Regions from separate parts of the Sus scrofa genome. Here region 1 is linked to region 2. A link is a contact called in public Hi-C data. All regions are on one chromosome and are shown on one strand. Each heading gives the region's core, a stretch centred on a gene start, on an enhancer-like site or on the middle of the called end of the contact. The rest is flanking DNA. Distances are from core to core; before and after follow the strand shown.

Evidence for each region. Hi-C and Micro-C count contacts between places; a contact is called where the count stands out from the background.
Region 1: a contact with region 2 is called in a Hi-C map of embryonic fibroblasts, with 2.4 times the contacts expected there. The contact joins two enhancer-like sites. A contact is called at or near these places in 2 of 47 Hi-C or Micro-C datasets (embryonic fibroblasts and subcutaneous adipose tissue).

The regions. Positions count from the first base shown.
Region 1 is chr13:126,540,945-126,545,994 of Sscrofa11.1, reverse strand. The region is part of intron 1 of TPRG1 (tumor protein p63-regulated gene 1 protein); the gene reads right to left. Among named protein-coding and RNA genes, the nearest start is that of TPRG1, 14 kb to the right of the region's middle. Within about 2 kb of position 2,559, at least 6 of the 83 cell types and tissues checked have an H3K27ac peak or open chromatin away from gene starts, as enhancers often do. A contact at or near this core is called in embryonic fibroblasts, where this site is marked.
Region 2 is chr13:125,044,011-125,049,337 of Sscrofa11.1, reverse strand. LOC110256384 (a long non-coding RNA gene) reads left to right here. Exons shown (of 4, transcript XR_002337796.1): 4 at 2,416-3,406. Among named protein-coding and RNA genes, the nearest start is that of MASP1, 18 kb to the right of the region's middle. Within about 2 kb of position 2,662, at least 6 of the 83 cell types and tissues checked have an H3K27ac peak or open chromatin away from gene starts, as enhancers often do. A contact at or near this core is called in embryonic fibroblasts, where this site is marked.

The sequences.
Region 1 (5,050 bases), core at 1,310-3,809, 1.5 Mb before region 2:
TTGGCCACTGCAGGAGCTATAACTATGGGCCAGACACCATTCAAGGTACCTTATGGGGAGTATCTCTTTAAATGGACAAAAGACAGAAAATCCCACCAATAGGAATGTTTCCCTTGGAATGCTTAATGGAGGAGGAGGAATAAGAATTTACACATACCAGGCCACTGAGATAGCCTCATTGTAACTTAAAATGAGGCTGCTGGCCAAATGCCTGGAACCAGACAGAGAGCAAAGGTGCCAGTACTGAAGACATAAACCCAGTCAATGATCATTTACTTTTCACGGGTCCTCAGTACCTATTTTTCCAACTCTTCTCCAACCCAGATTCAGGGTTCCAGGAGACCTATATCTCCCAGATGGCTGGGCCACTTGTCACTTTTTTTTTTTTTTTTTGGCCACACCCACAGCATGCAAAAATTCACCGGGCAGTGATCAAACCCATGCTACAGCTGTACCCTGAGCTGCAGCAGGGACAACACCAGATCCTTAACCCACTTAACCACCAGGGAACTCCCTAGGCCACTTTTTATTTAATGAGCAGTAGAAAGGTGAGACTTTACAAAGCAACTTTATCCTAAAATTCATAGTTCCAGATTTGACCTTCTTTCTTGAGACTGACTTATTCACCCTATATTTTACCATCATCAAAACCCAAGTGTCTTGGGTCCTACTCCTATTAGCTGCCACACTGCAGTGACTGCTAACACAAATTAAATACTCAAGAGTATGTCTTGAGTTGAAATGCATTGAACTGAATAGGATTGGATTGGATTAGACGGGACTGCACTGGATTGCATTACATTAGACTGGACTATATGCATTAAACTAGACTGTATGGACTATATAGAACCATGTGTGGAAGGAGAACAGACTCTAAAACCTATGTTTCTTTACTTTTAGGCCAAGGCACTAATAAAGCAGCATGAGGCCTATGCACGGACTCTGTGGTCAAACTACAAAGTCCTAAATTCAAATCTCAGTGCCACCACTTACCAGCTCTGTGATGTAGAGTAAGCTCCTAAATCTCCTTGCACCCCCTTGAGTAAAGCTGGGACAATAATAGTACTTACTTTATAGGACTGCTATGAAAATGCATTCAATTACTTCTTGTAAAGTCTTTGGGATAATGCATGGCACATAGAATGCACTACAAAAGTAGTTTTAAAATAAAAATAATTTAAAAAAACTAAAGTACCGCTTTGAATTGTATTTTACTTTACATTTTACAAAGCCCATTTACCTATGGCAGCTCACATCACACTTGTACGGGAAAGATGATCCTTATTGATCCCATCTTGTCAATAAGAAAACCAAAGCTCATAAAAGCAAGTACAGATCAAGAAGTCAAGCAGGAGATTTCCCTTTATGGCTCAGTGGTTAACAAACCCAACTAGGATCCACGAGGACACAGGTTCAATCCCTGGCCTCGTTCAGTGGGTTAAGGATCTGGCATTGCCATGAGCTGTGGTATAGATCACAGACATGGCTCAGATTCTGTGTTGCTGTGGCTGTGGCAGAGGCTGGCAGCTGTAGCTCTGATTTGACTCCTAGCCTGCGAACATCCAATATGTCTCGGGTATGGCCCTAAAAAGAAAAAAAAAAGAAAGAAGAAGAAGTCAAGCAGAAAAGCAAAGCTCATAAAAGCAAGTACAGATCAAGAAGTCAAGCAGGGAGTTCCCATCGTGGCGCAGTGGTTGACGAATCCGACTAGGAACCATGAGGTTGCGGGTTCGGTCCCTGCCCTTGCTCAGTGGGTTAACGATCCGGCGTTGCCGTGAGCTGTGGTGGAGGTTGCAGACGTGGCTCGGATCCCGCGTTGCTGTGGCTCTGGTGTAGGCCGGCGGCTGCAGCTCCGATTCGACCCCTAGCCTGGGAACCTCCATATGCCGAGGGAGCGGCCCAAGAAATAGCAACAAAACAACAACAACAAAAAAAAAAAAAAAAAAAAAAAGAAGCAGGACCTAAATAATCATAGGACTTGAACCCTCTTCTGTCGTATTTAAAACATATTTTCAGTTCAGTTAAGTATGATATCACGACAGTTTTCATATGTAGTCCTGACTGCAGTGTATGCCATTAATCACCTGATAGGCAAGAGTTACGTAAAGGACAGTATCCTCAGTGGTACTGGACTAGGCTTTTTCTTGCCCAGTACCAGGCAAAGCAAAGGACTGCAGCCTGGACTCAGATGAAAGGTCTCTGATGTGGTGAGATAGAAATAGTGAAGGAGTCAGGAAACCTGAATTCTGGCCTAGACTCAGCCACTAGCTTTTGTCGTATTCAAAACAAACACTGATTAAGGGCTTACTCTGTGCCATGCACTGCCTTCATATCACTTAAACCTCACAGCAAACAGGGGGCATAGAGACTTTTATTATTCTATTTTGCAGATGAGGAAACCAAGGTGTAGAGTAGATGAGTAACTTGTTCAGGTCAAATTACTAGTATGTGTGATAATAAATCTTATTTGTCGAATGAGGGCATTGGACTAGTATGACCTCAAAGGTACTTTCCAACCCAGTCCATCCATAATTCAGGGAGCTCTTGCCTAATCCTCGCTCCTCTGGGGGGTAATTCTGTGGTTCTGGGCAGCTCGACGTCAAACCTCAGACATCTCAAGGCCTCCTGGGATACCAGGATTGAAAAACTGGTGAACTGTTGCATAATGTGGGATTTTCTAATCATCGAAAGAATGAAACTTAAGTGAAAAATAGGCAAAAGATAAAAACCCCAACTCTTCCCCAGCTTACCAATTTCATTGGTAATCATTTATGCATTTGTAAACATGAGGTTTATTCCATTTTTCAATTTTCTTTCTTCACTTATGTTTATTTACTATCATAAACATTTTCCCAATAATCATGGCTAAAAGTCTTCATAATTATCATGATTATTATTTTCATGACTACATAAACATCAGCAGTAACTATTTACATTTTTATAAAATATATAAATATATTTTAAATTTACAGTTATATTTACATATTTATAACAATGTAATAAATATTGGCCAAAATATTGTAATAAAATGATTCCCCCTGTTGCTAAATTATTTAATCAGTTTTTGGTGTATTTGCTATTTTATATATAGTGCTGCAGTGAACATCTTTGCACAGTTCATTCTCCTTATCAGGTATATTGTTTACACAGCATGCATTCCCCAGAAGGCAAGGCTAAGGCCAAGAGCAGACCCACATTTGTGGCTCATACACTCTGTAGATGGAGTGTGTAATGTTGATAGTGACCACAAATGGCCCTGCACTGTTAAAATCATGAGACATTGAGCAGTGAAAGCTGGTTCCAGATTGTGAGTGAATACGACTGGTTTTCTAAAGTGAACGAACATTAAATTAACAGAGGTTTTGAATACTGAATTTTTGGTGCTTGGCTCCACAGCAAAGCTTACTTAACTATCAAGAGGGAAAAGGTTTGTGAGAAGTGCCTGCAAGAAACAGACTTACAGGAATTAAAAAGATTTTACGAGAAGTTTAAAAAGATCAGACCCTCAAGAGAGTTGTACTCAGGAAACATAAGCAAACTAATTCTCTTGAACCTCACTTTAGTATTTTTATCTTAATACTAAAGAAATGTACTGCCACCACTGTCAGCTAGTCAGAAAAGGTGATATATGAATGCATATTTTTTAACTGATGACATTCATTTGCCAGTCAATGGGCCAAGTCCTTTCTTTAAGCCTCTTCCAGAGTTCCTTCTCATTTTTCTTCACTAAACCACCCATAATGTATTCTCCATTACTTCCAGATACAGGTATTTTTGTTTTTATTTTGGTTGCTTTTGTTTTATTTTTCTTTAAAAACTTTCAGAGTTCTTCCAGCTTTTAATTTTTTGTCCCTCCTTATGGTTGCTTCATCCTTAAATTAATGATAAGAGTATTTTTTAGGAATTCATCTCCTTTAAGCCTTTCTAGAGCAATTAATTTAATAGTCATTGAAAAAATCTCTTTATTTTCAAAAATGATACAAAAGGACTTATTTAAAAAGCAAACTCCCAGATTTCAAAACCAATCTAATGGTAACCCTAGAAGTTGTTGGGGGGGAAGAATTGGGAGGGTGGGAATAATACATACCACTACTGTATAAAATAGATGATTAATGAGAACCTAATGTATCACACAGGAAAACCTACTCAATAGTTTGTAATAACTTATATTGGAAAAAAGAATGTATATATTATATGTACGACTGATTCACTTGGCTGTACACCTGAAACCAATACAACATTGTGAATTAACTACAATCCAATAAAATTAATTTTTTGATTTTCACATTCATACTTCATTTGTCTGCATAATGTTTAAGTTATATAATTGTATTAATTAATGCAACTGTCATAAACAATTTTGAGTAAAAGATCAAATGACCCTTGGTAAGCATGCAACTCAACTGGTGGGAGGAGAGGGGAACCAGGACCCCACAGAGTAGCCTCACAGCCCTGAGTATTTAGTGTGCTAAGGGGATCTGTCATGCTTTACAAAAGGAAAGGTTAATGGTCAGTTAAGTGGAAGTTACATCTGAAGACTAATGAGTGTTCCTCAACACGTCAACATGGAAGAGAAGGACAGAAGGAGAGAATGAGAATTGAATTACTGTATCCTGAATGCAGAAGCATCCAAAGAAGATATACAGATGGCCAACAGTCACATGAAAAAGTGTTCAAATAATAATCACTAATTATTAGAGAAATGCAAATCAAAACTACATTGAGGTACCACCTCATACCAGTCAGAATGGCCATCGTTAGTAATTCTACAAACAACAAATGCTGGAGAAGTGGGGAAAAAGGGAACCCTCCTACACTGTTGGTGGGAATGTAAATTGGTACAATCACTGCAGAAAACAGTATGGAGGTACATCAGAAAACTAAATATTGAATTACCATACGATCCAGCAATCCTACTCCTGGGCATAAATCCCAACAAGGAGTTCATTGAAAAAGACACATGCACCCTATGTTCATTGCAGTACTATTCACAATAGCCAAGACATGGAAAACAACCTAAATGTTCATCAACAGATGAATAGATTAAGAA
Region 2 (5,327 bases), core at 1,413-3,912:
CTCTCCAGCAGTGGTTTATGGAAGAGTGGGGACAAAAGTCAGACAACGGAGGGTAGGAAGTCATCAGGGAAGAGAAATACGGACACTCAGGAGATTTTACTCCCTCCAGGAGCTTGACTGGGAAAGAAAATGAGAAAGGGGATGGAGGCTGGATGGGATGGGGAAGATGGTGCTGAAAGGGTGCTCTGGAGGAGGAGTGGTGGACTTGAGGTTATCCATGTGGGATCCCAGGGGGTTGCAGAATTCCAGCCTACCAGCTCTTCCTCCACCCCTTTCTAAATGTATGAAGGCAAGGAGGAGTGGTTATGGTTGCTGAGACAGCTTAGTCTATATCCTGCTTTGTACATTTTTTTGAAGTCACTCATTTGCAAAGCTTGATGTTTTAACCATAACCGGAAACCAGTATTTTGCGTTCTATTTCAAATCTGATTATAGTGATTTCATCACATCATGCTTACAAATCTTCCTGACACCTGGGAAATATTTTCAAGACTAAAGAATTCTAAAATTCCCCTCCACCAAGATTCCGATTGAGTTGGTTTTGGGGGCGGTGAGGGATGCTGTCCATGAGTTTAGAAGCCACTGAACTGGTTAAGACATCTTTGGAGTGTCTGGTTCCCATCCTGAGCTACTGAGGAGACACAAAACATTCTTCCCTATGCTTTATAAGCATTCAGAACCATTAGAGTGTGCCTTTGGGGAGTATGATAAACTACGTGCACAAAACTATGTCCAATTATGGTCTACCAATGGCAGTTGTTGGTGTTGCATAATGTTGGAAGACGTGCTTAGATTTACAAACTCCTGTTCTTAAAAAAGTTGTTTTCAATATAAATCTAATGACTATGTATCTATTCTTTCTAATCTTTTCAAATGACTAGTTTTTATGAGTCATATATCTATGTGCAGTGATGGTATGGATGTTATAAAGAGAGATTAATAAGGGAGGAAGAAGGGGTTAGGAACTAACTCATCATGGCCAAAGAACACAGCACAAATGAACAAATCATTTATCGTCTTTATCCTTTAGGTTTGGTTTTGTCAATGGTCATGTCTCTTTGAGCTATAGTTTATATATTATGAAATTCACCCACTGTAAGTATATACTTTAATGATTTTTAGCAAATGTATAGGACTGTGCAACCATCAGCACAGTTTTAGAACTCTGCTGTCACCCCACCAAGTTCTCCCACACCTGTTGGAAGCCTTACAGCCCAAGTAAACCTCTGATCTGCTGTATCTAATGTTCTCCCTTTTCTAGAAATTTCGCATAAATGGAAACACAAAATGTCTTTCACGTTTGTCGTCTTTCACTTAACATAAAGTTCACGGGGATCATCCTTGTTGACATGTACACGTAGTTCTTTCTTTTAGTTGTTACATATCAATATACGATCCATTTCTTTTTTTTTTTTTTTCCTGGAGCTGTAGCCTCTGGTCTATGCCACAGACACAGCAATGCAGGATCCACACCGCGTCTGCAACCTACACCATAGCTCACAGCAATGCTGGATCCTTAACCCACTGAGTGAGGCCAGGAATCGAACCTGTGTCCTCATGGATACTACTCAGATTTGTTTCCGATGACCCATGATGGGAACTCCCCTACAACCCATTTTTAATTCATTTTTGTATATCACGTGAAGTAAGGGTGTGAGTGTATGTATGTGTATATTTCTGCTTATGGATATCTACTCACTACCACTATCTAAAAAAAGATATCTTTTCCCATCAAATTGCCTTGGCACCTCATTTGGAAATCACTTGACCAAAAATGTATAAGTTTATTTCTGGACTCTCTCTGGGTGGGATTCCATTGATCTACATGTCTAACCTTGTAGGAGGGGTAAGGCATCCATCTGTGAAAACATTGTTTCAGTTGTGTATACTAGATCACTGTGCAAAATATTTCTTACTGAGGATTGTGGTAAAAATATCTTTTGAAAAATGTTTATCTGGGCATTACCAGATAATATTCACAATGAGACACAAAAGAATGTCCTAGAATGCTCTCTTAGGACTCATCAGGGTGGTAGGGCAAAGTGCAGCCTCACATTTTACAGAAGGGAGACTGAGGCCAAGGGGAAGGAGTAACTTAACTCACAGTAATGCCAAAATGCACTCCTACATGGCTTTCCTGGAAGCTGCATCTTCCTGATGCACCTCCCTGTTCTTAAGCAATTCCGTTATCTGTTTCTAACTGCCCCTGCGCCACTGAGGCTGTGCTGGTGGCAGCTGGTAGAGCCCACGTGGGAACACAACTGGGCAGGAGTCCCAGAGGCAGCAGGAGTCCTATCTCCCTCCTTCCTTGACCTCCCCTTTGAAACTCACTGGAAACAGTCTCCCCAGACTCTGCGATGCTTGTGGGGCGGCCCCAGATGACTGTTCCCTGTGCTTCTGCCCCTCCCTTTTCAGGGATAGTGGAGTTGGCTTTTCTTCAGGAACTCTTCTCTTAATGGAAAAAAGAAAGCCACCCCATCGACGTCAAGTGACTCTTACACAACTGCGGCAACTCCGAGAATCGTGTAAATAACCCCAGAACATATGGATTGAATTTCCTCAACTTATCCAGGAATGTAGTAAGTTACGGCCATGGAGGAAGGCTGCCACTCGGCCCTGGCATTCAGAACACTTGAAAGAGTGGTCTCCCCACTCCAGGGACCCCTTAGCCTGGAGCACTCCCGTCCATCTCAAGTTCCAAGGGCTCCTGCCCTCAGCAAGGCACAGCCTGGGCTGGGTCATGGTGGCAGCATCCCAGGCAGCCCCCGGCCCTGCCTTCCTTCAGAGGAAGACTGTGCTTCTAACCACACAAACTGGGCAGAATGTCTGCACATTAGTTCATTCATTCATCCAACATTCCACCAGTATTTATTGAGCATGGGGGTGGGGGTGGGTGGGGAGGAACAGCACAGTGAACAAAAAGGCATGGTCCTGTTTTCACGTCCAGTGAAAGAACTTTCTAGCACTCCCAAGTTATCGAAGCTTTTGAATAGGGGCGAGTTCCCAGCAGAGGCTGACAGAGACTCAAGCATCAGATGAAGAATGGGTGGCTGACCTCTGCGATTCCTCCCAGGCGCAAGGTTTGATGAGGTTCGCAGTCCCTGGGACGCTGCCCCAGCTCCCTTCCCACCTGTGCAGGTGGCTTCGGATGGCACAGCTTTGGGCTGAAGGGCATGGGGAGTCCCTGGAGAAGCAACAGTGCTTCTAGGAAAAGCAGAAACCCATCTCTCCTGCTGAAAAAACCCTTTCCATTCTTATTTCGTTTTATATTCTGTCTTCTCTGTCTCCTCAGAAGAGATCTGAGAACTTTCTTCTGAGTGAGGAGGAACTTGGAAGAGTAAAACACAAACACAAACATAAAAGTTCTGGATGAGGAGTTCCTGTCATGGCTCAGTGGTAACAACCCAACTAGTATCCATCAGGTTGTGGGTTTGATCCCTGGCCTCACTCAGTGGGTTAAGGATCTGGCATTGCTGTGAGCTGTGGTATATGTTGCAGATGCAGCTCAGATCTGTTGTGGCTGTGGCTGGCAGCTGTAGCTCCAATTCGACTCCTAGCCTGGGAACCTCCATATGCCACAGACGTGGCCCTAAAAAAAAAAAAGTTAAATTAAAAATGAAAGGAAATAGTGGATGCCAAGTACCTGCCCAGTCATAAATACTCTGAAAATGCAGGATTCTTGCCCCTTTGCCCCTTCCTTTCCTGCAGATCAGAGCTCAGTCTTAGAGCTCCTCCTCCTTTCCTCCCCCTTCAATCCATGTCCCCAAGCCCCTCCCCATTCATTCCCCGCCCCCCTCCTCATCCCACTCTCCATCTGTCTCCCCATACCCACCGTCTCCTTCACCCCTCCCCCTCCCCATTCCCATCACCTGTTCCTGGAGCAAGGACACAGCCTTTAATAGCAACTTGGGAAGTTCTCCACCTGCTTGATAAGAAGGAGAGCTGAGGAGTTCCCGTCGTGGCTCAGTGGTTAATGAATCTGATTAGGAACCGTGAGGTTGTGGGTTCGATCCTGGCCTCACCAGTGGGTTAAAGAACCAGTGTTGCGGTGAGCGGTGGTGTAGGTTGCAGGCGCAGCTCGGATCCTGTGTTGGTGTGGCTCTGGTGTGGCTCTGATTAGATCCCTGCCTGGGAACCTCTGTATGCCACAGGTGCAGCCCTAGAAAAGATGAAAAGACAAAAATAAAGAAGCAGCAGATGTGAATACTCAGATCCTTTTGCATTGATTCCCTAAGACAGTGGTTTTCACACTTTGGGTGCATGGGAATTACCTAAGGAGCTTGTTAAAACACAGATTCCTGGGCCCTGGCACTGGAGCTCTCATTCATTAGTCCTGGTGTAGGACTTCAGAGAATGTGGGCCTCCAGCAAATCCTCAGGTGATGCTGCTGCGAACATGGGTTCTCGGTAACCCGAGGCGAACTACAGGCCCCATGTTCCAGAGGGAAAGCAGTCTTGCCAGGGAGCTTGGCTCTGAGAGCTGGAGCCAAAGAAAAGAAGGGTGTGCAGGCCCGGAGAGAGTGTCGCCAATGGGAGGAGGTGGGATGGGAGATCAGAGCAGTGACCACCCCACAAGAGAAGAGGCGCTCCAGCATGTCCTCTTTTTTCTCTCCCCCCCACCCCTCAGAAGACTCCAGAGCCAGGTGAGGACCGGCCCAGGCTGAAGTGCCGACAGCCAGGGCAGAGGGAGGAGAAGAGAGCACTGGGGGAAATAGCCAAAGCCCAGGACACACAAGCTAGGAGGGGAGCAGTACTAAGTCCATTCCAGGCTGGTTTGTTTCCAGCTTGATCCTTGTGGTTGGGGGACTAGTAAGTGGGAGCTTGCCTGTGGCTGTTTGTCAGCACCCTTGTGCTCTAGTGGAAAGTGAGGTGGGAGAAGAATAGCTAAGTTATATTAAGTATTTAAGGAAGTATATTTTTATCTCCACAAAGTAGGCATTATCCTCCTTCACACGTGTTTACTAGTCCCCAGTAAAGAGGTACCCAGCCTGAGCTCTTTCCACCGCCTCCTGACCTCCTGAGTTCTGCAGCCTCCACAAGTGGTAAGACTTTGACCAAATCGATTTTTCTGAATCCTAGTGTCTCTGCTAGTTTTTTGGTTTTTGTTTTTCTAAAGTCAATATTGGGTGCTCCCAACAGGATTTTGAGGCACAAATAATACACAGAGGCAAAACTATGAGGTGAAATGCAGGTTGCTGTGCTGTGTGCATTTCAGCCAACTACCTAAAGGTTAATATTAGTGACTCTGGCCTCCGGCCTCTGTCATTCTCAAGACTAGCCACTTAGAGATCTTACATTTAGTTCTGGGCACCAGTGAGTTAACATTTC